2 separate regions of the Callithrix jacchus genome follow, and region 2 is linked to region 1. The links are chromatin contacts, called in public Hi-C maps. All regions are on one chromosome and are shown on one strand. Each heading gives the region's core, a stretch centred on a gene start, on an enhancer-like site or on the middle of the called end of the contact. The rest is flanking DNA. Distances are from core to core; before and after follow the strand shown. Region 1 overlaps MYOF (myoferlin). Region 2 holds the start of MYOF (myoferlin).

Region 1 (7,726 bases), core at 1,496-3,995:
CTGACATTTTAATCCTCTGTACTACAAAGATCATTCAAAATATTCTCCGAAGTACCATGAAAATGATAATGATTTGTCCACTTTTGAAGACATTTCCAAGATCACCAACTCAAAATTCTTCCCTGGCCCTGATTTCAATAACATTCATCCATTAGCATTCTCAGCCCAGTTACTCCTTGATTTTTACAATCTGTCAGATCTGCTCAATATCCCAGATAACGTAGTCGATTCTCCTTCTACCACCCCTATTCTTGGTGCCATTTTGCAGAGCCCTTCTTCCATATTAGGTGATGGTTGCATAGTTTAAAAGTCCTACCTCTTCGGTCAGCTGCATTAATTTATCAAGCCAGTCCTCAATTTCTGCCAGTGTGGACTTCACATCTGTGGCTTCCGACCTCATCCTCACAGCTGCCTCATGTATTTGGGAGAGAGATCTGGACCGCAGCTTTCGGATCTGAGTATCGAGAACTGTGACATTGGCTTTTCCTTCTGTGAGAGGCAGTGTATATCTAGAAAAAGGAAGAAATAAAGAAAAAGAAACAGAATTTGAAGACTAACCTAATTTTAGGCTTCAGAACTGTCCAATACATTTATGTTTGATTTCCATCTTACAAACCTCTTAACTCAATCTACAAGCGTTGCCTGGTTGATGCTGGAGTTGAATGTATCTGGCATTGCCAGAGCAGACCTGCCAGTCTCTTAATTTTCACAAGGCATTCAGGGAGATTTAAATCCCAAAGCTATTTAAGGCCTTATGGTTTAACAATGGCCCAAGGAGTCACTGGAAAGAACATGGAAACAGTGGCCGCTGAGAGGAACTGGCTTTCCCACCTTTTGCTTCCTAAATAATTTTACAGACCCACAAAATGATGGAAGAGGAGGGAGATTAGAGACCATTTAGCTGAAGCATTCTTGACTTAGGGAATCCTGGGCCTCTAAGCAGTCTACGGGTGAGTCTTAGAAGGTCTGTGAAACTCTGGAACTTATAAAGAAAGCTGTGTCTGTCTGTGTCCATGTGTAGTGTGATATAATGAAGAAGAAGATAGGCTTTGAAGCCAGTGACCTGGGCACTAACTGTGGCTCCATTCTTTACTAGTTCTATTGTTGTGACCAGCCACTTACTTTCTTGTCCTCCTATTTTCAAATGTGGGACATACGTTTTAGGGCTGTTGTGAGAAGGAAAGGAGTTGATATATGGAGAACATTTGGAATAGTTGCATTGCAACGTCTAAATAATGTTGCCATCCTCATCATCATCTCATCATCTCTATCATCATCATCATCTCATCAGATTCTCAAAGGGGCCCGTGAACTCCAGAAAGGCTATGAACCACCTGTGTAGGCCGAATCCCCATTCAGTATGACAGCCTGGATGTGTTGTGATGAGACCCCCAAGGATTACTGAGAGCGGCTGAGCTAGGGCCAGAATTAGCTTTCTGCTGCCAGGCCTTCCCTCCCACCATGGTATCTGGTGGGACACAGGGTGAGGTTTTCACCAGTTTCAGGAAGCTCCATTCACAGTGTCCCTACCTAGAATTTCCACTCACTTGAATTTCACCCAATTCTTCAATGAAGAAAATCCTAGCACAACTTCCCTTAAACACTGAATTTCCTGTTATATAAGGTTTAAAACGATTCCAATTTGATTCCTCAAAACCAGCTGACATCAGAAATATAAATAGATGACTGTGACTTGCTCTGCAAATCTTTTTTCTTTTTTTGAGACGGTGTTTTGCTCTTGTTGCACAGACAGAACTACAATGGCGCGATCTCACCTCACTGCAACCTCTGCCTCCCGGGTTTAAGCGATTCTCCTTGCCTCAGCCTCCTGAGTAGCTAGGATTATAGGCTTGCGCACCACGCCTGGTTAATTTTTGTATTTTTAGTACAGATGGGGTTTCTCCATGTTGATCAGCTGGTCTTGAATGTCTGACCTCCGGTGATCCACCCACCTTGGCCTCCCGAAGTGCTGGGATTGCAGGCGTGAGCCACCACGCCCAGCCTGGTTTAGTAAATAACTATGGCATTGGATTTGAAGGGTTAAGTCCCCAGAGTGATTCTTTGAGGCAAAAAGCTATCTGGAAGCTGTTAGTTCAAAAGTCACACTTGGGGTCCTGGACAAACAGATGCTGACTGTGGAATACGGTGCAGGAAGATGGGCTGAGTTGGCAAACCCAGCTCTGGGGATCACATGTGTCATTTCACCTCTTTGATCCTCTGTTTCTCATTTACAAGATAAGGAGACTGAAGGACATGATCCCTGAGGACCCAGCGCTAACATTTGGAATTTAAACAAGCGCCTCAGCATTGCTTTGATTTTGGCTACGTTTCAATTACCTGGCTAAACCACTAGGCGGCACAAGAAGACAGGGCGACTTAGGGCGTTAGCTCAGCCTGGGGAATAAAGGCCTTTCTGCTTGTGGAAAGCATTCAATATGCTTTTCTTTCGGAACTTCCCTGTCCACTGCTTTATTAGCCAATATTTAAAATGAGTTTGGAATGAATCACTTTTCCCTTTGATTTCCATCTGCTACAAGATCTGAGCTGTTTCTCCAAGTCACAGTTATGAAACGTCCTCTGGTTCCAGTCAAATCTACTGATTTCGCCTAACGGAGGCTTGGCCACATTGTTCATTAGACACTCAGTAAAAGAGCAAGTAAAAAGGCTGTTTCTAAAAATATGTTATGAATTAGAGATATTGTTCCGAATGGTGAAATCGACGCTCCACCCCAGATCCCATTCTCCATGGGAGCCAGAAGTCACTCTTCTCCAGGGGAGGGGTCATCTGTGGGTTGATGGGAAGCAGAGGCTCGGGCTTGCCTCTTCCACCCCTCCCCGTCTCTTGCCTGAAGCTGTCTGGGACGTGTTTTCTGGAGTGGGGCCTCAGCCTCCCTAGGCTACTTTAGAACTGGCACCAAATCAGAAAGTGGAACTATTCCTGGTGGTGATTCAGGCACTCCTCCCAGTGAGGGCTTTTACGAAGGCTGGATAACTCAAAATCACTTTTTAGACAAACACTAGAAACGATTTTACAGGCGTTACAGTCAGAATTTCAGGGAGGAGAGCATGGATGAAAATTTTGAGATAAGGTGACTGTACCTTGTGTCTTCTATAACTTCATCTATCAGCTTCAACCACAATTCAGCCAGCTGGTTTGCAGGAATTTTACTTTGTATCCCTGATTTTAGAGCTGATATATTTGATTGCTGAAGAATTTGAAAGGAGAGAAAATAATCGATAATTGTTCATTATGCCATTATACCTTTTCATACAGTTTAACCTTTGAAACCATGTAAATATTTTTATATATTCATAAAACAAACAAAATGAAACCAGCAAAGATAGGAGAGGGAACCCTAAAGTGGAATATAACCAGAAATAAAACCCAATTATATTTCAGACAAATAACATAATTACACTAAACTAACCCAAGTAACTTTGGAACACAATATTTTGACCATATACCATTTGTTAAAAGGCATAAAACAAAACCAAAAAACAAGAAACCCATAAACATGTTGAACTCTAATTAGTAGGTTTATTTTTCATAGTGATTTATCTACAGATTTTAGGATTGAACAAAGGAGCAAATATATTGAGGATAACGAAGGCCAGATTTCTCACTGTTGGAGAAGAAAGTTACAGAAACAGGAAGGACTAGAATAACCTTGTAGTATTGGGCTGGAACTGGAAGTATCTTTATGAAGTCATGGCTTTTAATATATTGATAGATATGGAAATACACATATATGTGTGTGTGTGTGTGCAAATTCATTTGCCGAGAAGGCCTAGAAGCAATGATATTTCAGTAGTGGTGAGCACTCTAGTACTCAGATCTTGTTTCTAAAATGCTATTCCCCACTAAAAGGAAACAGGGCTGCTTGAAGAAATGGCAATAGGCTGGGGCAGAGAGAGAACAAGATAAGCCCAGAACACATGGTTCTATCCCACTGAGCATCTGCCAACAGAGAAGTTGAGGGAGAGCCTACCATGAGTGTCAAAAGTCCTAACCAAGGAAAGCCACCATCCTGTCCAGATTAGGCAGCTTAGTCAGTGGAGAGAGCTAATAAGAAGAACAAGGATGGGCCAGGTGTGTTGGCACACACCTGTAATCCCAGCACTTTGGGAGGCTGAAGTGGGTGGATTACCTGGGGTCAGGAGTTCAAAACCAGCCTGGCCAATGTGGTGAAACCCCATCTCTACTAAAAATACAAAAAGTAGCCAGGTGTGGTGGTGGGCACCTGTAATCCCAGCTACTCGGGAGCTGAAGCAGGAGAATCGCTTGAACCTGGGAGGCGGAGGTTGCAGTGAGCTGAGATCACACCCTTGCACTCCAGCCTGGGGGACAGAGCAAGACTCCAGAAAAAAAGAAGAACCAAGATGAAAATTGTTGAAGAACATCTCAAACATAATTATAATACAGGTGCAATTAATTCTCCACCAATGCCTTTGAGATGTACATTGCATTATCAATTGCAACTTTATTTTAGGGACAGTTATGATTAAGTCAATTTAAACCTATAATTATCTTCCCAGATTGCCTTTATAATAGAAAAGAATATTTCAGATTTTGCCATAGAGTTTTAGATCAAGTATACTCCTGAAACCCCGTATATTTTGGTCCAGCCATGGTAGAGATTAGATGTTTAAAATATTAATATTAATATAATTTGGAAATCAAAACATCAATGCCAGATGGATTTTACCACTACCTGACAGGAGTAATTTAGTATTTTTTTTTTTTTAGACAGAGACTCACTCTGCCCAGGCTGGGGTGCAATGGCGCCATCTTGACTCACTGCAACCTCTGTCTCTCGGTTTAAGCAATTCTCCTGCCTCAGCCTCCTAGTTGCTGGGATGACAGGCTCACACCACTATGCCCAGCTAATTTCTTTTGTGTTTTTAGTAGAGACAGGTTTTTACCATGCTGTGCCAGGCTGGTCTCTAACTCCTGACCTCAAATGATCTGTCCACCTTGGCCTCCCAAAATGCTGGGATTACAGGCCTGAGCCACTGTACCTGGCCCAAGCAACTTAGTATTTTTCACTTAATTAGAAATATCCCAAATATGTCCCTCTTCTCCTCACCAATCTAGTTAACCAGTGTCAGCTAGACGGATAATCACAGATATCACGTATATGCAGTTTTCACCAAAGGAAATCCCCAATCTCCAAACTGAAGAAGTTCCTCTAGTCTGCAGCAAGAGCAGAATATGTCAGACACTGGCTCCTCTAAGCTATCTCTTCCTGCAGTGGAGATTTCCAATGCAAAGTTCTAGGAGTTTCCTATTGCTGTTGGAATGAACCATTGTCCACACAAAAATTATGGGAGAAACTATGAGTTCCTGCTCTACCCCACTCCTGCCTTTCTCATCCTCCCCTCTTCCACAGTAAGAAAGCTTTTATCTGGGCATATGCCTGCCCAGGCATAAGAGTATACATTTTTCCAACTTCCCTGGAGTAACATGTGGCTGTATGACTGGATTCTGGCCAGTGGGAAGTGACTAGAAATTAAGAGTATGACTTCTGGATCTTTCCCTTCAAGGGAAAGGGCTGTGTCATCTTCTTCCCACTGATGTAGTAGTGAGCTGCCTCTACCATGCAGACACTGATAACTCCTCAGTGATGGCAGAGCAAATAGGGGGTAAGAGCCTGGGTCCCCAACACCACTGAACCTCCATACTAACTTTGGACCATCTACCGCCACTGTTCCTAGAGTCATTGTTCTTACTGTATTGAGCACTGTCTTGTGTTACAGTGGCCTGGCCTGCATCCTAACTAATACCTAGCTCACCCCGCTTGGAGAAAAGGAAATGCAGAAAAAGAGGAACTTACCAGCCGTTCTGCCATAACTAGGAGAATGTTCACAGCATCCAGGCGATGACTAATATCCTCCCAGTATGAAGTCAGGGTAACAACTGGCTTGGTGTGGGCCCAAGGCAAGTAGTAATAGAAGTTCCCTGGTATAAAACATTGGGGATCAGTGAACATTGAACACTTAAAATGGCATGTTTATTAAAAAGATGTGCAGACTCAGCTGCTGATTAATCCACAGGCCTAGGGAATAGCTTGAGGAGGTCTGGTTCTTTAGTTTGACTCAATTAAGCCACTGAAGATTAGGAAGCTCTTTTTCATTCAGTCTGTTCCGAAATTTTCTCTAAGATACCCTAGTAAATGGAGCACGGCAGTCTCAGAATCTTTCAGTGATTTAGGGCCATGCATTTGAACATCAAAGAAGGTTTCCAAACATGGTAGCAGAAAATACAGATGGCATAGGAGGCTAGACTGAACATGTTCGTTCCTAAAAACTGTTATTCTAAATAAAGGTTTTTGTTGGAAGTGGGGCAAAAGAAAATAATTTTCTGTTCTTTGAAGGCTTTACTGTGATCAAGAATTGTTAGCTGATGTTTTCCAGGATGTCTTAGATTTTAAAACTGCTTTAAAAATTAAGTTGAAACTCTGGCAATACTGCTGGGAAATTTGATCAGTATTCCTCTCTCCCTTCTCTGTAACTCTCAAAGCATTTGTTGACAGTTTTATTGGAAGTTCTCATACTTTGCTATCTATTATGATTTATTTTATACACTAGAATGTAAGCTCCTTAAAAGCAGGGACCATTTCTCACCCATCTTTGTTCAAATATAGCTATTTAATCCTCACATCAACTCCAGAGAAGATGAAGAAACTGAGGGTCAGAATTAAGTGACATGGTTAAGGTCACAGGCTGGTGAGTGACAGAGTAAATCAGAAGCATGATTTTCCAGTACCTGAGCCACAGTCCCATTCACTTCAACTACTCAATCTAAGAAGGATTTGGGGCTTGGTAGAGTTAGGAGCTGCTTTGCAGAGCTCAGTACTTAGCCCAGTGGCCCTCTTGGAGTTTTACATGGCAAAACCAGCGTTAAAGCAGAGTGGGGCGAGGGTGGCATTGGGGCTTAGCCTCTGGCAATGGGACCTGCGGCTTCATGGGTTTGACCAGCCTTGAAGGTGCCTGAACCCCAAACACACTCTCTTCCTCATTAAACCTTTTGCTTTCCATTAACCATAGGCTGGGGAGATTGGGGCCAGAGGGAGGAAATAGTGCATGCTTCTGGTCCTGTTGTGCACCCACTGTAAACGTGCAGAGGAGAGAATGGTTAGTGCCAGTCTTACCATCAAATACAGCACGGCTGTATTGAGTTGTGGATGCCAAAGGCTTACAGGTGGTGTCAAACTTGTTGCCATAGTTCCCAATGCTGACTTCAAACTGAATGGCCTCACCCACATCTTGCAACATGGTGGCTGAATGAAACACAGCAGACAGGCTGTACTTCCGCCGTCGCTGGTATTTCTATAAAGCATGAGTAGACATAAGGTTCAGTGAAAGATCTTTTGTCCTTATTTATATGTGGATTTCTAGGAGATGCAATTCTAAACCTAATAATTAGTGCTGAATTAAATGGCAGGGGAGAATGTTCTTGGACCCAGCAGTTCCTCTTGTACTCATACAAGTGAGCAAAGATAGAAGCACTAGGATGTTCCTTGCTGCATTAATTAAAATGAAGGGGATAAAATGAAAATAATACAAATCTTTCCATAGGCCACTTGTTAAACAAATTACATTACATCCATAAAATCGAACGAAAGTTCATAAAAAGACTTAAATAGATCCATATGTGCAACCATGAAAACCCAGTATATTTTGGGGCTGTATGCAGTGGCTTTGTGCCAGCACTTTGGGAGGCCAA
Region 2 (7,726 bases), core at 3,074-5,573, 110 kb after region 1:
TCAGACATGCTCAAAGCATACCGCCGTTTAACAGAACACCTAGCTGTTCAACAGAAATTACACAGTGAGTTAGGTGACCACTGTCGTATCATGGCATCCTATGTACATTTCATGTATGAATGTCCAGCATAAAAACTGGCAGCTTTAGGCTGGGCGCGGTGGCTCACGCCTGTAATCCCAGCACTTTGGGAGGCCAAGGTGGGTGGATCACAAGGTCAGGAGTTGGAGACCAGCCTGGCCAAGATAGTGAAACCTCGTCTGTACTAAAAATACAAAAAAAAATTAGCCGGGCATGGTGGCAGGCACCTGTAATCCCAGCTATTCAGGAGGCTAAGGCCAAGAATTGCTTGAAATCAGGAGGCAGAGGTTGCAGTGAGCTGAAATCACGCCACTGCACTCCAGCCTGGGCGAGAGAGTGAGACTCTCTCAAAAAAGAAAACAACAACAAAAAAACACTGGCAGCTTCACATTTTCCTTCCCAGGAACAAGAATGCAAAAAGTCTAAGACACCAATTTGCCCCCAGAGAACAAGTGCTAGGAACTGGTGGTACTCAGGGTTCCTGAATATTTGACATGGTTCTTTGCTGAGCCTCATTCACAAACTCCTGAAAGAACGTTCAATGTAATTCAGCCTTAAAGAAGGGTGATTGGCTGACTTTCCATGGTCTCTTTTAGGACTAAGAATCAAGGACTTCATCACACCAAGGTGTCTCAAATCTCCTGCCAGCTATTTGCTTACATGCTCAATATTTAAAATGTGTATTCAGCATCAGTGATGTGCTGGGTGCTGTAGAGGATGAAACAATCCCATGCCTTCTTGGCAGGGGCACGTCCCAGGGGAAAGGAGAAGCACACCAGTGACTAGGAAAGAAAACCCAGACCAGACAAATACCAGCACGCCTAAGCTGAGGGCAAGCAGGTGATATGTGTTGGGAAGGAGGAAAGAAAAACAAGGCATGTTAATTAATTTCTTAAGGACGATTGTAGCTTTATAAATGACTGAGAGCCTACAGAATGTGCCTTTGAAACATGTACCTTGAGAGTTCCCATGATTCCATAGGGTGGGGCCACTTTCCTTAGGCAGTGAGCCTCCAAGCCCTGTTCTCCAGGAAGGGATGGGAATGACTCAGTAGACTAAACACTTTTGCCTTCCTGATTGTTTTGTCAATACAATACAGTGGTTTTACGGGAATACCCACATAGGGTGTTCGTCAGTTTGAGCTGATAGGAATCTTGATGAGTCCTATGGTGCCCACTGGGTGAACCGAGGCTGTGTGTGGGCAGCGCACCAGGTGTCTGGACAGGCCACAGTAAATAACATCCATGAGGGCTTTCTCACATCATACTTCCCCTTCTTAAGTGGAATCTCGTAGCTTTAAGTATCCTCAGTTGTACTATAAGTATCCTCAGAACTTAATGTTACTTAATTTTACGCAGTGCGCAAAACTGGGGACACACCTGTAAAGGGTTTGCCATCACCAGGGTTTTAAACCACTGGCATAGACTGAAAGCAAGAAGAGTGCCCTGCTCATTACTATATCCCCTCCGGCACCTAAGGCAATGCATTCCACTTCTTGCTGAGAGCAGATAACTCAATACCTTGAACTAGAAAATCATAGAATCTAAAAGCAGAAATGCAGCTAAAGAAGACCAGTTCCCATCACGCCACAGCTGAGGAATTGGAGACCCAGGTGGTTAATAAACCCGGGTGGGTTGGCCAAGATCATCAGATACTGAGTCAATGTCAGCTAGAGTACAGCTGTTTCTACTCTGAGTTGAGTGTCCTTTCCTCTGTCCGGTTGCTTGTTAGCTAAATGCATGAATGACTTTACCATTGAATTTGTATGAACAAAGAAGGCCAGAAAAGAGACTAAAGTTAAAAGCATAATTGTTTGGATATACTATATTTGCCAATTTAACTGGTTTTCCACTTTCAATGCATTGTTTGCATTCATAGACTTAGACATATTTTTCGTCATTTAAAATGTTTCATTGATGCATACAAACTCCAGACAAATAACAAGTTGGATTTCAATACAGCATTAACTCCAATTCCTCTATAATCTATAAGATTCAAATAATTACCTGATCAGACTGATCCTAATATATTTTAATGTCTTTATGTGTCAATGATGAAGGATGTAAAATCTTTGTGTTTGTCCCTATTATGTAACTGCTTCAAGAAAAAAATTAATAAAACCTAACACATGTAAATAAACTGACATAACATGAGTACATGATATTCACTAGCCAGAATTTCAAACCTCATTGTCCTTTAAGAGCCCAAATTTGAGCTGGGCGTGGTAGTTCATGCCTGTAATCCCAACACTTTGGAAAGCTGAAGTGAGAAGATCATTTGAGCAGGGGAGTTATAACCAGCCTGGGAAACATAGCAAGACCCAGTCTTATTCTAAAATAATTTAAAAAAAAATTTTTTTTAACCAATTTTTGCTCTTCAGATTTTTTTTTTAAATCAACCAACAATTTGTCAGCTTTTTTTTTTTTTTTTTGCGATGGAATCTCACTCTGCTGCCCAGGTTGGAGTGCAGTGGTGCAATCTCAGCTCACTGCAACCTCTTCCTCCTAGGTTCAAGCAATCCTCCTGCCTCAGCCTCCCAAGTAGCTGGGATTACAAGCATGTGGCACCACGCCCAGCTAATTTTTGTATTTTTAGTAGAGATGGGGTTTTGCCATGTTGGCCAGGCTGGTCTCGAACTCCTGGCCTCAGGCGATCCACCCACCTCAGCCTCCCAAAGTGCTGCGATTACAGGCATGAGCCACTGCACCCACCCAGCCAGTTTTGAGTTTCATTTGTTTCATTTTCTTGCTCATCCTCAGAGGGAGAAGTTTAAGATGAGAAATGAAGGGGAAAATGAGAAAAAGAAAGGTTAAAGGTATAGATGACTCAGGAGCCCACAGGGAGAAGCAGTCTGGCTCCTGGAAGAAATGAGAAATGTAGCAAGGCGTGGTCAGGAAACACATGTCTATCCATGCGCCCACTCTCTCCTTTCCCTCTTTCTCCCATCCCTCTTACCAAGAAGTGAGCTGGCAATCTTACCAATGACAAACAAAATAAATCCTCCACACTGAGATTTAGAGACCTCACCTTAGCAAAACTAAGTCACTGACATTGGATTGTGTTGTGACACCAAGCGTTCTTGTCCCCGCCCCCTGCAATGGCAATCAAGTGTCACAGAAAAATAGGCTTTTGAAATTCCCATGAGCCTTTTATTTTTATCTATTTTTACACCCAGGCTGAAGTGCAGTGGCGTGATCACAGGTCACTGCAGCCTCAAACTCCTGGGCTTAAGCAATCCTCCCCCCTTGGCCTCCCAAAGTTGGCTTATGGTTGGTGAGCCACCATGTTCAGTCAACCATGAGGCTTTTAGAGATGATCTTGTTTAAACCCTTCCTGCCAGTTTTGCAGAAAACTGAGATCCCAGAGAAATGAAGTCACTTGCCCAAGGTCACTCAACAAGACAGAACTAGATTCCCAAACTGCAAACTAGCTGTTCAGAGTTCTTTCCTCAATGAGCAATTTAAAAGCTACAGAACATACAAAAAAACACCCCAACTGCCTAGACATGAGAACACTTACAAAGGCACAAAAGGGCAGGAAAACTCAGTAAATCTATTAATTTCACCTCACCTCCTTCTGGGTGGGGTGAAGTGACAAAGAGACAATCAAAGTGGTGCCCAGTGACAATCAAAGCAGAGTCAGGCTGATTCAAGGAGGAATGATGCCTGGAACAATTTAATCACTCTTCTTCCTCCGTTACCCATTTCCCACAAGCAGAGAAAATTAAAATACATGTAAGACTACCGAAACTTTGAACCAATACAGACCTTTTAGGTAATACCTGAAATTTAGGGATTAGCAAATACGTTTTCCGCCAAGAGCTTGCAGAAATCACATCTTGGAGCTAAAACATCAGGTCATTCCACGAGTCTCAAGCCCTGGAGAAATAAATGCCTTCCCCAGAAACAGGTCCTCTCGCATGACCTGCGCAGGTAACAAACGCCGCTGGAGAGACGTGGCTTCAACAGCCGTCTAAATGCAGCCTTTTCAAGAAGGTGACCCAAGAAACTAACATTCCAAAACAGGGCTTCAGAAAAAGAAGAAAACTTTTTCTTACCCTTAAAAATAACAGAAACAATAGGATCCGGCTTTCCAAATTTCGTTTTAGGGATATTATTGGCAGATTCCACAATCACCCGCAGCATGGCTCTCAGCTGGCAGGAAGCAAGTTTCGGCAAACGAAGTGGAGACTCAGGCGCTGGAGCTCTGGGCCGCACCGCCCCGGGAGAGAAGTTCTCTCCCAGTGAGGGGAGGATTTCTCCCAGGGACCGAGGCAAGGAAGGGGAAAAGGCAAAAGGGGTGGACCTCTGGCGGATTACTGACTGAAAGCTACGTGTAAACTGATACGGATCTCCCCGTCTGCGCAGTGCCGCAGGCACCGACTTACGAAGTTGGGAAATGTGGAAGTGAAAAGGACAAACTCTAAACTAAAAATAATTCTGTGCAACAAACGAAACTAAAATGAATTTGGAATTAAGAAATACGGGTAGGTCAGGAAACCACTAAAATGTTGCTGCCTTTTAGCAATGGTTCGTGAAACTGAATTAATTGATTTTTTCCTTCACTGCTTTCATTCTTTTCTGAGTTTCATGGAGTTTTAAAACTTCATTTTTTTTTTCTTTTGACTTTCGCCGTTCTTTCTCACACTGCTGAACACACCCACTCAGTAACCCTATGTTCAGCTGCTAAAAAGCAGTTAAAGGGTGCCGCCTACTGGGCGGCAAAGGAATGATTGAGTTCATTTTAAGTAAACGCGATCAGGGCATGGGAATACGGCTTTTCAGAATCTGTATATTGTGAGTTGGTCCTGTGCTTTATATACAAAAAGGACTTATCATAGAATTTCTTCAAAATCCCTTCAGAGGTGAGAGAGCTGGGCGCCTAAGTTTTCCTGGCTCATCAAATGCTGCCCATTGCCTTCAATGAAAATGGAGAAGTGACTGCCCACTGTTTCTGGACTGCCCATAGTGTCTTCCCGTCCCAGAGGGTGCATCCGGGTGGTACAGCCCGGTGGTTGAGATCACAAGAGGCAGCCTGGGACTAGACAGCCAGACCTGAGTGTGAGACTCTGCCTCACCACTCTGAGCTGTGTCACCTTAGCAACTTTCTGAACCCCTCACTTCCTCAGTTGCCTCATCTGTGAACTGGGGATAAAGGCTGCTTTTAATTTAAAGGTCATAGCATAGGGGCTGGCACAAAGCACACAGTTTAGACATGTAAGAAGTTCATAGGCCGGGCACTGTGGCTCACGCCTGTTATCCCAGCACTTTGGGGGGCTGAGGCAGGCAGATCACCTGAGGTGGAGAGCTCGAGACCAGCCTGATCAACAGGGAGAAACCCCATGTCTACTAAAAATACAAAATTAACTGGGTGTGGTAGCACATGCCTGTAATCCCAGCTACTGGGGAGGCTGAGGCAGGAGAATCACTTGAACTCGGGAGGCCGAGGTTGCAGTGAGCTGAGGTTGCGCCACTGCACTCCATCCTGGGTGACAGAGCAAGACTCCATCTCAAAACAAAGCAAAGCAAAACTAAACAAAAACTTCATGCTTATTATGCTCATAGCGTTAACTGTTAATGCAGGTTGACTTTAAATCAGGATCTCATATTTCAGAAGAAAAGGCTAAAACTTGGGATGAAGAAACACTGGATGTCTTTTTGTTTTAGAACACACAATCAAGACCCACTTTGAATGTATTTGAAGCTTGACTTAATCTACAAGAATTCTTCTGTCTCCATGAGTTTCTCAAAGGCTTAAAGTAAAGAACAAATTACCCAATGCTGTGTTCATAATTGTATTTAGTGGACATGTAGGAGTTTCAGTAGAATATAGACAATATTACTTTTATTTTATCTGACTGCTTTCTATTTGTCATTTTTACTGTGAAACATATTTACAGAAAAATGTATACAATATAAATGTGACAGTTTGACAAGTATCCAGGTCAAGACAGAATGTTCCTAGCCCCCCAGAAGCCCCTGGAATACCCTGTGTATCATATCTACCTCCTTCTCCCAGAGATAACCACTCTCCTGATTCTTTCTTTCCTTTCTTTCTTTCCTTTCTTCCTTTCTTTCTTCTTTCTTTTTCTTTCTTTCCTTTCTTTCTTTCTTTCTTTCTCTCTCTCTCTCTCTCTCTCTCTCTCTCTCTCTCTCTCTCTCTCTCTCTCTCTCTCTCTCTCTTCCTTCCCTTCTTTCTTTCTTTCTATGCAGTTTCACTCTCGTTGCCCAGGCTGGAGTACACTGGCGCAATTTTGACACACTGCAACCTTTGCCTCCCAGGTTCAAGCAATTCTCCTGCCTCAGCCTCCAGAGTAGCTAGGATTAGAGCCCTGCATCACCACACCTGGCTAATTTTGTATTTTAGTAGAAACAGGGTTTCAGCATGTAGGCCAGGCTGGTCTCGAACTCCTGACTTTGGGTCATCCATTGGCCTCGGCCTCTCAAAGTGCTGTGATTTCAAGTGTGAGCCATTACACCTGACCCTCTCTCCTGATTTTTATGGTAATGCTCTCCTTGCTTTTCTTTGTCATTTTTACCAAACAAACAAAAGAAAAACAGTTTAGGTTTGCTTGGTCATGACCTTTGTTTGGTGATATAAATTCTTTTATGTTATGAACTTGACATACATACACATATACTCATATGTATGGACACACACATACATATGTTCATACTGTATGAATTCTCTGCTGTATTCTGACCTTTATAGAAACGGAATCATATAGAATGGATTCTTTCGTGTTTGGTTTCTTTTTTTTTCAGCATTACATTGTGAAATTCATTCGTGTAGCTCTACTTTCTTCACTCTTGTTGCTATATGGCATTTATCGTATGAATGTTCCGCATTTTATTAATTCATTCTGCTAGTACCAGACATTTGGATAGTTCAGGGGTTGGCGCTATTGCAAACGGCACTGTTCTGAACAGTCCATGACTGTTCAATGTGCATGAGTTTATTTAGAATCTAATCTATGGGTGGAACTGCTTGCTGGATCAGAGAGTGTATGCATTTCTTCTCCTTTACAAGGTAATTCCACATTAGCTTCCACAGCGGTACTCTTGTCAGCAGTGTGTGAGACTTCCTGCTGAGAATTCTTGTCATACTTATCAATGTTAGATTGTTTATATTTGCCCATCTGGTGAGCATAGAATAGCATCTCACTGGAGTTTTAATTTGCCATTTACCTATTCATGTGGGAGGAAAAGACAAGTGACCTCCAACCTTACATAATACCTAATCAATTACAGGTGGAGTGTAAATCTAAATAAGCAAGATAAAACATGTTTCAGCCCAGACACAGTGGTTCATGCCTGGAATCTCAACACTTTGGGGAGGCTGAGGCAAGTCTGAGACCAGCCTGGGCAACATAGTGAGACCCTGTCTCTACAAAAAATTGTTAAAATTAATAGCGTATGGTGGCATGTGTCTGTGATTCCAGCTACTTGGAAGGCTGAGGTGGGACAACCACTTGAGCTTGGGAAGTCCTGGTGGCAGTGAGCCGTGATGGTGCCACTGCACTCCAGCCTGGGGAACAGAGTTAGACTCTGTCTCTAAAAAAAAAAAATGTTTCTAGCCAGGTGGTGGCAGCTCACACCTATAGTCCCAGCTACTTGGGAAGCTGACTTCTTAAGGCCAGAGATACAA

What was found. Hi-C and Micro-C count contacts between places; a contact is called where the count stands out from the background.
Region 2: a contact with region 1 is called in a Hi-C map of skeletal muscle, with 17 times the contacts expected there. The contact joins the promoter of MYOF here to the enhancer-like site in region 1. A contact is called at or near these places in 3 of 3 Hi-C or Micro-C datasets (induced pluripotent stem cells and skeletal muscle).

The regions. Positions count from the first base shown.
Region 1 is chr12:86,110,771-86,118,496 of calJac240_pri, forward strand. MYOF (myoferlin) reads right to left here. Exons shown (of 55, transcript XM_078346062.1): 21 at 7,152-7,329; 22 at 5,835-5,959; 23 at 3,100-3,206; 24 at 317-509. Among named protein-coding and RNA genes, the nearest start is that of MYOF, 110 kb to the right of the region's middle. Within about 2 kb of position 2,746, at least 3 of the 16 cell types and tissues checked have an H3K27ac peak or open chromatin away from gene starts, as enhancers often do.
Region 2 is chr12:86,221,402-86,229,127 of calJac240_pri, forward strand. MYOF (myoferlin) reads right to left here and starts at 4,324. Exons shown (of 55, transcript XM_078346062.1): 1 at 4,137-4,324.